Linked DNA regions of Mus musculus: region 1 is linked to region 2. The links are chromatin contacts, called in public Hi-C maps. All regions are on one chromosome and are shown on one strand. The core of a region is the stretch at or near the end of the contact, and the rest is flanking DNA. Distances in the headings are between cores, read along the strand shown. Region 1 overlaps Nhsl1 (NHS-like 1). Region 2 has its middle 19 kb from the start of Nhsl1.

The links. Hi-C and Micro-C count contacts between places; a contact is called where the count stands out from the background.
Region 1: a Hi-C map of cerebral cortex shows a contact between it and region 2, with 2.5 times the contacts expected there. The contact joins two enhancer-like sites. A contact is called at or near these places in 4 of 484 Hi-C or Micro-C datasets (the C2C12 cell line, the HL-1 cell line, cerebellar granule neurons and 1 more), 2 of 115 datasets of contacts at active chromatin or transcription factors (embryonic stem cells and intestinal crypt epithelium) and 3 of 9 other capture datasets (adipose tissue, liver and pancreatic islet).

What each region holds. Positions count from the first base shown.
Region 1 is chr10:18,480,218-18,484,533 of GRCm38.p6, reverse strand. All of the region lies in intron 2 of Nhsl1 (NHS-like 1), which reads right to left. Among named protein-coding and RNA genes, the nearest start is that of Hebp2, 64 kb to the left of the region's middle. Within about 2 kb of position 1,528, at least 78 of the 459 cell types and tissues checked have an H3K27ac peak or open chromatin away from gene starts, as enhancers often do. A contact at or near this core is called in cerebral cortex, where this site is marked.
Region 2 is chr10:18,386,560-18,390,617 of GRCm38.p6, reverse strand. It overlaps a transcript of Nhsl1 not described here. Among named protein-coding and RNA genes, the nearest start is that of Nhsl1, 19 kb to the left of the region's middle. Within about 2 kb of position 1,262, at least 49 of the 459 cell types and tissues checked have an H3K27ac peak or open chromatin away from gene starts, as enhancers often do. A contact at or near this core is called in cerebral cortex, where this site is marked.

The DNA of each region.
Region 1 (4,316 bases), core at 279-2,778, 94 kb before region 2:
GAATTTAATAACCTTCCAGTAAGTTGGCCCTTTCAAAGCTTATAGTTGTAGAAGAGCAGAGCAAGAATAGGTGGGATGGGGTAATGAGACTCCGTGCTTGGTCAGGTCATCTACCAAGAGGAATGGAGTCTCAGAATTTCAGTTAGACTGTTATGGTTTGTAAGTGAAATGTCCCCCAGAGACATATATTAAAGGACTAGTCCCCAGACAAGGCTCTGAAGTGGTGCTTTTGGAAAATGACAGGCTCATAGGGGCTCTGCCTTAACCAAAGGAGGATAATCCATTGATGGGTTCATCATTGAATGGACTATTTTGGTGGTAGAAATTGTGAAATATGGGGTCTGACTGGACTCCTCCAGGAAACTAGAGATAACCTTCTGGAGGGTACAGTTTGTTTCCTAGCCTCTTTCTTTCTCCCTGTTTCTCTCAACTGTGAGGTGAGCAGCCTACTCCAAATGCCCTGTCACCAAAATGCTCTGGCTTACGATTGGCCTAGGGGAAAAAATGCAGTTATCCAACCAAGACCTGAGCCCTCTGAAATGCTGGGCTAAAATAAATCTTCTCCTTCCTAAGTCCTCTACATCATGCAATTTGTCACAGTGATAAAAAACCACACACCAACCACCCAGGAGCTAAGATTAAACAGCTGGCTGCATCATGGGTAAATCCCAGAAGCCTCTGGCTAGCCAGATCAGACAGGTGTCCAAGGGAAAACCACGCTTCCAGAGAAAACATCAGTCAAGTTTAAGAGAAGAATAAGGCTGAGAAAGAGAGAATGACAGACTGCCACACTTGTTTTCCATAGCTCTTTCTGCTACGGGAAACAAGCTAAAACATATTTCTACTTAATTCCATACAACTTTTCATTTCAATTTATACAGTGTATTCAACAAAATACAGCTTGCTGGTCATCATTCAACAGTCAAATGAAAGTCAACTTGCTGACTCCTGTGTTAGCACACACTGTTTATCCTGTGTGCTGGGACCAAGGTCACCCTCCCTGACATTAACCACCACAGGCAACTTCAGGAACACAAGTAATTTTATACACATGCATACTTATATATGTATGTATGTATGTATGTGTGTATGTATGTATGTATGCATACACAAATATCCTTATGCAATTTTAAATTCAGATATATGAGAAAATACATGGCAGTAAAGCTTTAGAAAGCTTTAAAGCCATTTTATTAATATCTCCCTATAGAGTTAATGAGGCAGGCAAGGGACTTTAGTAAGAAAATACCAATACCTAAGCCACTAGATTAATTCTCCGCATTTTTTTAAAAACACACCATCATGAGCATTACTATTAAAATGTCATTTACCATTGCAGAAAGCCAAATTTTACAGCCTCTTCTCATTGCATCTCCAAATTAATTTAACAAGGCTTCCAGAATGGAATCTGGTTGAAATGAGGGTGGAAAGCTTCTGGCTGGCACCCAAGATGAGTGTGAGGGAGTGTGTGAAAGCCAGGAGTCCTAGCCAAGCACAGCCAGAAAAACCACAGTGAAGGAGATCTCCTTTCACATTCATTTCACGTTTGAATCAGGACAGCTATCTCAGTGGCTGAGGACCATCGGCAGAGGACTCAATATCAAGTAGCCCACAGGGATTCTCTGCCAATCCCAGACACTGGGGCTGTATGGGGAGCCGGGGCAGACCTTATCTAGGGACCTTCAATGTAGCATTTTTCTGCCACACTGACTGAAGCAAAGGAGCCACTCAGGTTTCTTTATCAGGAGTAAAGGCAGAACTGCTGAGACAGCAGACTGGCTGTGGACAAAAACAAAACAAAAAGCCTTTGTTTAGACAATCCATGGTGCTTTGTTCAGACCCGGATCATCTGAAGGTCCATCTTTTGTATGTTAGTAACCATCAAAAATGGGGGAAGGGAGCCCTCTTTACTACTGAAAGCAATGATGGCTTACATTCCCCTACAACTGACTTCTCTCTCACAGGCTGCACCAAGGAAAGCACCCGTCAGGGTCACTGTGTATGAAGTAGTCACTACGAGACATCAAGTCCAACGGGAGGCATTAAGCAGCGTAGTTTGTCCACAATTTCCACTCTGTTAGCCCCATATCTCTGACTTTGCTCCTCTCTATTTTTTTTTAATAAGGGATTTAAGCCCTTATTTCAAGTCAAACATTTTTCCCTAAAGATAAAAATTCTGTGTTTAATGAGTGCCAAACACTAAAAAAGAGAAGTGGCTTCAATTGCATCATTGTGACTTTTAAAAAGTCAACCTAACTCAAAGTATACGCACCAAACACAGATTAGCAGCTGAAGTCATCTTTCTCACCAAACGGCTAATTAATACAGTGGAGCCATATTTCCACCAAGCCTCCAGCACCTCTCTTTTAAGGGAACCACATGGTATTTGATTCCACTACAAGCCACTGTTCTCCAATTCCCTAGGAAGACACAGGTCACACCACTGGAGCTGTACATTGTTCCCAAATCTACTGCCTTTCAACTGCTTCTTTCAAAGGTTACCAATGGCTTCCAAGTAACCCATCCAACAGCCTCAAACTCTTCCTGCCCAGGAGCACCAGGATGGCCATCCCCCAACACCCTTCCCCCACCCCATCCCATGGCTTCCTCCTTCCACAGTTGCTCTCTTGCACCTTTTATGGCTGCAGCCCTTTAAAAATATAAAATAATTTATGTTTGCAGGATTACCTGAAATCCACCCCCCAGTCTCCTTCATTTCACTCTTGCTACCACAACCTTCTAGTTGTTGGCTCTGACTCTGCGCCCTGAAGTTTCAGATGACCTGGGCTTCCACAGATGGAAGAGTATTTCTAGTCTTATATGCCGGACTGTGGGCCGAGGATACCCAGGACAAAGTCCTGTTACTAAAGTTCTTGGTTTAGGGGGTGAATACACGTGGAAGCATAATTATGTTTAAAGCTGTTTGCTGTTCTGTGGGAATGTGTGGAAGGGCAGAGAAGATTTGGATACCCATGGGACTATCAAGGAGGTGCAGTGGGAAGTGGCCAGGTAAGAGGTCATGGATCGGAAGGGCAAAGATTGGATTGGAAGGCACAGTTGGGGGTGGGGGCAAACTAGCATTCTAGTTCAAGAACCTTGTCAAACTTCCCCATAAAAATGGTAAGGTAGGGGGAGTGGGTGGGGGAGTGGGTGGGGGACTTTTGGGATAGCATTGGAAATGTAAATGAAATAAATATCCAATAAAAAAAAAAGAAAGAAAAAAATGGTAAGGTAAAGACATACAAGAGGACAAACAGGTGATTTCGTGCAGTGACATAGACAGCAGGGGTCACTTCACACGGGTTGTGGTATTAAAGGTCTGAACAAGAGCTAGAAGAGAATTTCAAACGAAGCAGAGAAATGATTAAGCTTATGTTTCAAAGCCTAAGCCCAAGGGTAGGGTGAGGCTCAGAAACGCCACCCTCAACTTCGTACCAGTTATTCCTACCGTCTTATCGCTCCGCCTGGTTTAAGCTGCTGGAAGAAAACAAGTTATTCATCTTTGGCTCTATTACAGTATTCAGCCCGGTGACTCACTTGCAATACTTGGCCTAGAAAAGAAATTTATGAGAACAGAAGCTTGATTTTAGACAATTTGTCGGGACTTAGGCGCAGCAGTTGGTATGTCTCTGTGACAATAAGCTGCACATTTATCACACTTACAGAGTCAAGCCCATCAGAATTTTGGAGCTTGGGGAAAAAAAAACCACCAGAGATATAAGCTATAAGCTATTTTCCGGAAGCCAAGAACAACAGTGAGATATGATTCCCGAGACGGCCTTGCTGTGCACTAACAACTCTGAGATCAGAACCTTAGTCTTCCATCTCAGTGTCTGGATTTATTGACCACAGAGCAAGGCCTTAATCCACTGCTGCTGTGCTTGAGTTAGATAGAAGAGCTGTTTTTCAACCCTGTGCTCTCTGGGGGTTTTGTGACTTGATATTTTATGGCCACCTCTGCCCTAATCTTTATACCCATTTTTGTTTAAACTAGAAAAATGGAGGACCCTGATATAGCTGTCTTGTGTGAGGCTATGCCAGTGCCTGGCAAATACAGAAGTGGATGCTCACAGTCATTTATTGGATGGAACACAGGGCCCCCAATGGAGGAGCTGAAGGATTCTGCAACCCTATAGGTGGAACAACAATACGAACTAACCAGTACCCCCAGAGCTTGTGTCTCTAGCTGTTTATGTAGTAGAGGATGGCCAAGTCGGCCATCATTGGGAAGAGAGGCCCCTTGGTCTTGCAAACTTTATATGCCCCAGTACAGGGGAACGCCAGGGCCAAGAAACGGGAGTGAGTGGTAGGGGAGC
Region 2 (4,058 bases), core at 13-2,512:
AATGGATGCGCACTGCGTGTTGTCTTCTCCATGGGCTTCTCTAGCCAAATCCCTCGCTCCATTTAAGCAGCTTGGTTCAAATTGTAAAACTTAAAAGTTTCACTTACCAGATGCCTAGATAAATCTCATCTGGAGGCCTTTAGAACAAAGCCACCGTGAGTGACATCCAGCCTGGCTGAGTCTTGAGGGTGATGTGAATCCTCCGGACAGGCGATGCACGCCCGAGACTGCACAGAAGAGACTGGGCCGCTGTCCTCAGATGTGGGTAGTAGCCTAGCGCTGTAAGCCAGGAGCCCTCTCCTTGCTATGATCCAAGGTCTTTCTTCCTACCAGGCTTCAGATCTGGCTCTGAAGTTAGCACGCGTGCGCGCGCACACACACACACACACACACACACACCTTGATACACAGTTCAAGCACATCCGTGAGTCATGCTTCCACTTCCTCTCAGGGTTCCCAGTGGTCCTCGGTGGCACAGAGTTCATTCATTCACAACAGTGCGCGCTCAGTCACACGGAATACTCACACACTAAACTCCAGCCCTTAGCACTTTAAAAGTATTTCCTTTCAACCTCCTGTAAAACCACCGCCTCACTTTCATTAGCAGATGAGAACTTCATCCCAGCAGACGGGCTCCCCAGGCACAATTCACACACATTATACTTCATAGGGCCTTTTCAATATTTACTTGCTGGTAGTGTTCTTCCTTTCAGGTCACAGATTATAGTGTTTAGCAACACGAAGAAGGAGGGGGTAGAGTTATGAATTAGTAAACTGCCGGGGCTTCCACTTGTCAATTCATTCCCACCTCGGAGGGGATTTGGACCCAGAGCTTCAACTCTCGGGAATTACCTTCAGGAAATGACTGAATCAAAAAGGGAATTGGCCAATTTTCTCCCAAAACAGGGAGTTATGGGGAAACTCCTCAGCTGTAGGCAAAGAGAGAGAAGTCTCTTCCTATGCAAATAAGTTTTGTTTCCCTCAGAGCGAGTTTGGTAAGGATTGCCAGGCCCTTCCCACCCTTTGATATGCTGATCTCGGGCTTCTAAACATGAGGGGGGTTATTTGATCACATTAATTATTGGGGGGGGGGTGGAGAAAGTGGGTGCTGCAAGGGAGGGGTGACACAAAGACTTCTCTAAATTGCCAGTTTGTTTGGTCTTTCATGGCACGCAACAATCAGATTCCTATTCACAGCTATTTCAGAGCTGGCTGGGAGACCATCAAAGTGTTTGGGAGGATGGAGCTAAACAGAGCCAAAACCCTGACAGCTTCACTTTCCGTGGCCAACTCGGATGCCAGCTCCCCGGACTTCTCAATCTCCCTGGCCCTGAGGGGGGAAAAGTCCTTTCTTACCTCTTCTGAGGAGCAAGGTGGGACACTGGCACATTTTCCTTGAATGCTTTGATCCTAGGGTGCTAGTCTGTGTTGGTATTTGTAAACCACGGCCATGCATAGTTACCTCAGGAGCTTGTAACTCTACAGATGTGTGGGCCCAATGCCAAGTGCTTGGAATCCTAAGGAGCGGCAGCCAGAGCTGAAAGCACCTCTCCGCGGAAGATGAAGACAATAGACAGTAATTGTTAGGGAAGTACAGCAATGGAGCCCACCCATCAACAAAGGAAAGACTATATGGAGGGGTTGGGACGCGTCCCCAAGCTGCCAGGCAAGCCCTGTAAGTCACAGATGGCCTTTCTCAGAGGAGAAATCAGAGGACTTCACTCAACACAGGACCCTGGTCAGATGCAGACAGCTGCCACTAGGTGGCTACTTACACTAGAGCTAAGTCCTTGTGCACCTACCCACCAATTCAACATTTCTTGAGCCTTGGGAAGTAAACTTAGAAAGTCCTAACTTCACAAAGTAAAAAGTTGCCCATGTGCCACACCAACTTTATCGTGGGACACAGGGCAGAGATTGCTCACAGGCTTGTAAATCTTATCTGTGCTTGCTAAACAATTATTTAAATCATTATATGTGCACATTTTTGTCAAAAAACAAACAAACAAACAAACAAACAAACAAAAAAGCCTACTAGGTTGTCACAAAAAGATGGGAATAGTTAAAAATTTAAAAATATTAAAAATTTTAAGAACCAATTTCAACAAAGTAGAATGTACTGGACTAGATTATAAAAAGAAGTTTCTCTTGTAAGGATGTTTTAATTTTCACAAGACATGGCTATACATACAAATAGAGTAAAAGTGGTCCTGTACAAAGACAGGGCAGGGCTGAGGGACTGTTGAGGGGGAGGGGGAGGTACCCTGATTAGAAAAATAGAAAGTGAGGCTGGAGAGATGGCTCTGAGGTTGAGAGCACTGACTGCTTTTCCAGAGGTCCTGAGTTCAATTCCCAGTAAGATGGTGGCTCACAACCATCTGCAATGAGATCTGATGTCCTCTTCTGATGTGTCTAAAGAGAGCTACAGTACACTTATACACATAAAATAAATAAATCTTTAAAAGAAAGAAGGAAGGGAAGGGAAGTGGAAGGGAAGGGGGGAAGGGAAGGGAAGGGAAGGGAAGGGAAGGGAAGGGAAGGGAAGGGAAGGGAAGGGAAGGGAAGGGAAGGAAAGAGAGAAAGAGAGAAAGAGAGAAAGAGAGAAAGAGAGGAAGAGAGAAAGAGAGAGAGAAAGAAAATGAGGGGCCCAGAGTCTGGTAAAGCTCTTGGTTGCTCCTGGCTCCATCTTTGCATGTGTGTTACAGGATCTAGATACTATAGTCACCATCCTCCACAATGTTGGTAGCTATCTGAAACCGTAGCGGGTACTGAGCCCATGTAATCCCCTAGACACATATACCTATGGCAAAATTTAATCTATGAACAATGCCCAGTAATAGATCAAAAGTGATAAAAGAGTAACAGCAAAGTATACTAAAAAAAGAAATAAAGCAGTTTATTCCAGTGAGGGTTTTATGAGGTTATCTCTTTTTTTCTGCTCCTCTCGTCTCTAAAAGTATTGTGTTTTGTCACCTCATTTAAGAGGATCTCTTTATAGTTTCATTCGTGTATATTGGCATCAATATTCTTGCACTTTGGAGCCATTCTTATGTAAAATAAAACTGGTTTAAACGCAAGCAATATACAATTAAACTGATAATCGAAGTGGCTGCTAAGTGGCTGGCAGGTAGTATATAAAATACACACTGGACCAACAGATCGTTGTGCTCAAACCACAAAGTAGTGCAGACTACTGAGCAGAGTGCAATGAAAAACTTATCCTTCAAGTTTTCTGTTAGGGATTTTGAGGCTCCAGTTTGCATCATAAAACTGCCATTGTGGAAATGGATCCCCCTGGGTCTGGGAAGAGAACTATGAAGGACAGGCAGAGATGCTCCAACAGAGCCTAATTTTCTCCTCTTTCCTGTAGCACGGTGTTGTTTCTGGATCCCTTCGCTTTGATCACTATTCTTTCCCTTGACACTAAGGAGAAGAAGGAAAGGGGGCAGTGAGCAGAAACGAGAAAGAAAAAGTAGCCATGATGAAGCATCTTTCCCTCTGCAAGTCTTACACAACTTGGCTGGAAAGGCATTTCCTCAGTACTGATCTGACCATCATCAGGCAACCTGGTACTGAAGGGATGGACAGACAGTTCTTGGAGGCTTAAAGAGAAGGCTGGAGGTCTGGATTCCTCTCCTGTCTGGCCAGTGGGATAAGCCCGGAGCACTTTGTGCCAGCAACTGTAATAATGAAGGACTTAAACTGCCACCCTTGAGGCTCGCCGAGATGTGCTGCTAAAGTTCCCTAACCACCAGCACTAGACAGTCAGAATAAACAATGTAGTGTCTCCACTATTGTTAAAGTACAATGGGAGGCCCTCAGGGTCATAGGGAGTAATTTTTTAAATTAAGGTTTTTCCATCCAATACATACAAAGCACTTCTAAAATCTAAAAATAGATTAGGCTGAAAGGATTATATGAAGAAAACAAAACAAAATAAAATATAATTTTGAGGGTTGAAATGGGGTGCCAAGCTGTTGTGACACAGTTAAAACTATATAAAGGAACCAAGTGTTTCATTTAGTAAGATGCTTACAATTATGAAGGGGTGATCCCGC